Linked DNA regions of Urocitellus parryii: region 1 is linked to region 2. A link is a contact called in public Hi-C data. All regions are on one chromosome and are shown on one strand. Each heading gives the region's core, a stretch centred on a gene start, on an enhancer-like site or on the middle of the called end of the contact. The rest is flanking DNA. Distances are from core to core; before and after follow the strand shown.

Evidence for each region. Hi-C and Micro-C count contacts between places; a contact is called where the count stands out from the background.
Region 1: a Hi-C map of liver shows a contact between it and region 2, with 5 times the contacts expected there. The contact joins the promoter of Ptges2 here to the promoter of Dpm2 in region 2. A contact is called at or near these places in 2 of 2 Hi-C or Micro-C datasets (liver and muscle).

What each region holds. Positions count from the first base shown.
Region 1 is chr4:204,198,692-204,201,391 of mUroPar1.hap1, forward strand. It overlaps Ptges2 (prostaglandin E synthase 2), which reads right to left and starts at 1,330. Exons shown (of 7, transcript XM_026386491.2): 1 at 1,020-1,330; 2 at 1-118. The coding sequence starts at 1,310.
Region 2 is chr4:204,058,015-204,060,714 of mUroPar1.hap1, forward strand. Dpm2 (dolichyl-phosphate mannosyltransferase subunit 2, regulatory) reads right to left here and starts at 1,327. Exons shown (of 4, transcript XM_026386478.2): 1 at 1,263-1,327; 2 at 883-972; 3 at 1-93. The coding sequence starts at 1,265.

The sequences.
Region 1 (2,700 bases), core at 80-2,579, 140 kb after region 2:
TCACCTCCACCACCTCGTAAGGCAGGGCATGGAAGTCCAGGAAGGCACGGACTTTGCTGCAGAAGGGACATGTCTTGTACTGGTACAGGGTCAGCTGCAGGCGGCTGGACAAGGAGAGCTGAGGGGGAGCAGAGGAGGGGCTTCTGAGGCCTGGCACCCCTGCCCAGGCCCCACCTGGGCAGACACCTTTCCCAGGGAGTCTTTTGAGTTGACCCTGAGAATACGGGGAGAACAGGGTGGCAGGCAGGGAAGGGGCTGCCGTGGCGGATGGCCCAGGTGTAGGCCGCCAGCTGGCAGGCCTCAGGGCAGGGCCAGCACCTGTGGAAGGTCTGCTTAGAAGAACCCTCCAGTGTCTCTGCCCAACACTGTGCAGACACTGACGGTCTCCCTCCAGTCCCAAAGGACGGTCCCAGGCTGTGCCTCTCTCCAGCGGCAGTGGACCAACCCCAGGGACCTCTGGGTGAGGGGACAGAGCTATTTGGTACCCAGGCCAGCACAATTCAGTTGGTCCATCTCAATTCTGCAAGGGGGAGGGCTGACCAGGGCCGCCAGGACCACCTCCCTCAGGGTTGGGTTCCCAGGGGAAACCCGGGACTGGACACAGGTGGGCAGGGTGCCACGCCTAATCCACTCCCCACCCCAGGTCAGGAAAGGGGCATCCGAGTGAGGAGGGGGCTGTAGTGGTGCAGCCTACAAGCTCTCAGGGGTGGCTGAGTCACCACCCGGCTGGAGGGACACCTTCATTTCAGGGCCTGGAGTCAAAGGGTCACTAGTTCCATGAAAGTGCTGCTGCTTCAGACACAACGATTTCATGAGAAATACACACAGTTCTGGGCTAGTAAGCAGCAGTCGCGTCCCCATTTTACAGATGAGGAGGCTGCCGGTTGACACCTAAGGCCGAGTCGCTAGCCCAAGGTCACAAGCAGGCGGAGGAGGCGACTCCCGACCCCACTGGTTCCCAGGAGTCTAGTTTCGTCGCTGATCCCAGAATCTCCATCCACAGCCCAGCCAGGCCTTACCTGGGCGGCTGAGCGCTCGGCGCGGAGGTCCTGGGCGCGCAGGTGCCACCGTGCGGTGTGGTACAGCCCCAGGGCGCCCCCCAGGGCTAGCGCCGCCGCCCCCAGTAGCCGCGGGCTCCCCTTGCGGGCGGCGGCGGCAGGGGTCCCCGGGCCACCAGCAGCCCCCGCGAAGCCCGCCCGGCTCTGCGCGAGGAATGGTGGCCAGGGGCGGCCGCCCAGCCTCTCTGCCAACGCGCACCGACCGGGCCACAGCGCCCGAGCCGCCCCAGCCGCCCGCGCCGCCTGGGCCATGTTCGTTCCTCCGAAGCCACGGGCGGGCGCGCGAAACCAAGACGCGCAGGCTCGGGCTCTCCTTAAAGGGCCGGGTTCCGGAAGCCGGGCGGGTTGCCTAGGGTGATGGTGACGCCGAGCTGGGACCGGCAGCCCTATTCGGATTAGCCGTGTGTGCCAACCAGAGCCGCAGAAGTACACCCGGGGGTGTCTGGAAGCGACTCAAGGCCTCTGGCTTCCGAGGGTGCGTCTGCAACAGGTGTTGGCGGTGATCGGCGCGTACCTGCGTGCCAGCCTGCGATACGTGGTTAGCCTCTTCTGCAGTGTGCACCCATTCGAAAGAGATTGAATCCTGACGACCGTCAAGGAAAGGGCCCCGGCTTCAGTGAAGGCCGCGGTGGGGGCCCGACCCGAGGTGGCGGCGATTCGAGCTCTTTCTGCCCTCCCGAGTACACCTCTGCGGTAACCCAAACCATAAACTTTTCCAAACCCAAAGCGGGGCCTAGGAAACCACGTGTCTCAGGCAGCCCACGCGCAGCGCCGGCTGGCCGGCCCGGAGGCCCCCGGGCAGATGGGGCAGAGCAGGAGTCTGGGTGGCCGCGCCTCACCGCCGGGCTCGCTCACCCAGGCTGAGCGCCCGAGCCTCCACCGTCTAGGCTTCTCGGAGGGCAGCCCTGGGAAGGCCCCACCTGGCGGCCCGGAGGGGCGTGGCTGGCGGAGATCCGGAGGGGCGGGGCGTGCCTGGGCTCCGCCCCGCTCCGTCTCCGCCTTCCACCCACTCTGCCTAGGGTTCTGCCACTGCCTCTACCTTGGGACCTGAGGCCGCAATGTCTGGCCCCCATGGAGTCTGGGCTTGCGGGTGGAGATGGGAGCCCAAGGCGAGGACAGTGGCTTAGGAGAAGCAGGTGACTCAGGGGCTGCTTTGCTTTCCCAGAAAGAACTGGAGCCATGACAGGGACCTGGAAGAGCTCGAAGAATCCTCCCAGTATTCCCATGGACACTGAGTTGTAGGCACCGCGTCCGAGGTGCTGGGCCAACTGGTCTCTGGGAACCGCAACACTGGAGAATCGAGAGCACCTTTTACAAAATGGGAAACAGGCAGATTCAGGGATGTCGCCCATTTGAGATTTGTTCCAGCTATTTCCTTTAGCCCCTAGGGAGATCAAGACTTTGAGAGGGACCTAATGGAGCTTGACTGGCTTGGCTTAGCTGGAGGCACTGATCCGTGTCCCTAGCCACCTGGCTTTGTTGGTGTGACCTGTTTTACAGCCTGTTGCAGCCACAGCACTGCTGGGGAGCAGGAGAACCATCAACCATCACCTCTCTTTGCCTTCTCCAATTTGAGTTTTCCCACTTGCAATGCAGGAATAATGAAAGATATCTCCTGCATTGAGATGTGTTTGAATTAAGT
Region 2 (2,700 bases), core at 77-2,576:
GAGCAGCAAGAGACCCGCGGCCAGGGGGATGGCAACAGCATACGCTCGAGGGAGGAAGAACTTGTGGATGACATGCTCATTGTCGATGAATGGCTGGCATGAGGGGCAGAGCTCTGATGAGCACTGCTCACCCTGCCCAGCCCCCAAGCCCAAACATCCCATCTCCTCCAAAGGACTGACTCCATTCAGAGCACTGGGACAGCATTTGCTTTTCTTTAAGATGATAGCATTTTGGGTGTTGCCATTTGCTTCCTCTGATCATCTAAAAGTTGTTTGCTGAGCACTTGCTCAGTGCCTGTGCTAGGTTAGTGCTGGGGAGCCAGCAGTGAACAGAAGACAAAGGACCTGCCCTAAGAGAGTCTAGCTACGGGCCTCACCAGAAATTCCCAGTCTGGGTTCCCAGGTCGTTTTTTACTAATATTTTTTCTCTACAGGATATCAAGTTATGAGTTTGTCTTCCAAACACACTGCACTTATTAAGCAGATTTTATACCATATGAAAACAAAACAAAACCCCCCTAAAGTCCTCATAAAACCCATGGTTTCTCAATATACTCAGGAGCCAGCCGGCTAAAGGAAGTGCAGAACCCCCCTCAAAAGCAAAGCAAACCCGCATCAGGGCTTCCCAATGTTGTGCAACCTTCCAAGTGTAGCCAGGCAAACTTGGGCCAGACCTTTCTCTCTGGGCCTCAGCTTCATCATCTACAAAATGCAGACCCCACTAGCACCTTCTTAGTGCTTTCTGGAGACTTCATGACATAAGGCAAGTAAAGCAGCCCGCATAGTGCCTGGCACGTAGCAGCTGCTCACATGGTGTAAGGGGTCGACTTCAAGATCCAGGGATGGGGGAAGGTGAGCCGAGGGCGGAGGAGGCAGACATACCAAGAGGATCACCCAGGCGGTATAGTAGGTGAAGATGATCAGGCTAACAGCAACAAGACCGAGTCCCACCACCTGGTCTGTCCCTGTGGCCTGGAGAAAAGGGAGGGCTCAGAAGACGAAGCGACTATCCATTTAGGTGCATTACTGGAAGAGGCATCGCGGCCAATTTACGCTCTAAACTTCTCATTCACTCAACAGCTGTACAGAGTGGCGGATTCTGCATCATCTCCAGGCGCTCCCGCAGGGCTTCAGCATTTTCACCCGTACACGGGCCAGGAGAGAGCAATCCGGCTCCGAGTGCCCAAGCCTCCGCTCCCGAGCACCCCCCAGTCCCACCCCCAGACGCCTCCGACCCCACAGGCACCCGGCCTCAGCCTCACCATTTCCCTCCAGCTCCGCCACTTGAGCAGTGAACCACATTCAATTCCGGATCCGGGACCTTCCGGCCCTGGGCCACGGAGCACGCTGGGAGTCGTAGTCCATAGCACGCCCAGGCCCATATCACCCGCGACCGGAGGCCGCCCCCGCCCTTTGCATGTCGGGAAATGTAGTTGTTCAAGAGGATTGTAACGCGGGTTGCTTCCCGAATCTCCCTAGGGAGTGGAACCGAGCCGGGAACTCCGACTGCGTTGGTGGCCACACTCCTCTCAGACCCGCTCCTCCAAAAAGTCCATCTCTAAACATCCCATAGGCCCAAAGCCAGAGCTAGAAGGGGTTTCGGGTGTGAAGTCCCGTCTTCCAAAGATAATAATCGCAGCGGGTGATGAATCCGACGTTGGAACCTGGGACCCCACTCCCTGGTTCCCAGGCCCTAATTTGTCTGCTTAGGGAAGGAGTGCAAAGCGTGTTCACTGAGGAGGACTTTTTTGTTTCGTTTTTTTTTTTTTTCGGTGTGGGAACTGAATTTAGGGTCGTTCTCCCACTGAGCTACATCCCCAGCGCTTTTTATTTCTAGAGAGAGGGTCCCACTGAATTGCCAATGCTGACCTCAAACTAGCAATCCTCTTGCCTTGGTCTGAGATTTCGATTTCAGTTGCAGAGGGGGACACCCAACCCACTATGGCCTGGCTTTCCTGGCCATCCAGGTGACTCCTCCTTTCATCAACTGCACCTACGGCCCAGGGTGTCACAGGTTTCTGACAGTCCCTGTGGGCAGGTCTATCCTGTCTTGGAGGTGCTTTCCTCTGAGAACAAGGGGAGATTGGGCCAGATCATCTTTGATGCTTTCAGTGCCTGAGGTGGCTGCTTCTCACCCATCAGGTCTCACCAGATGCCACACTGTCCACAGGAAGCTGCTTTTTCTAGCTGGAGATAAGGGCTCCCCTGTGCCCCCACATGTGTTTCTGTCACACTGCTGTATTTGAATTAGCTGATTTGCTCCATGGCCTGGGCCTGCTTACCTGTGAACTCACTGAAGGTAGGGTCTATGGTCATGACTGTATCCCCAGCACCCAGAATGGGGCTTGGCACAGAGTGGGAGATGTGACTCATTCAGCTTCTGCTGTCTCTACTAGGAGCTTGGGCGATAGATGAGGTGGGAATCTGGCATAGCTCACTCTCTGGGGACAGAATGTCTTCTTGGGTTCTTTAGGTCTGTCACTGTCTTTAGGGGCCCCTGAGACAACTTCCCTCTCCCAAGGGTTGCATAGGGGAAGGAACTGATAATCGCCCTCTGGGGCTTAAAGGGGCCATGATTGGGGTCAGCCCTGAGGAGTGGAGATAATGATGTTTTGGGACAGTTAGTAGCTGCCTTCCTTTGGCCTGGCCCAAACCTCTAGGCTTCCTGCCACCTCTAAGCTCATTGAAGGCATGGGGTGA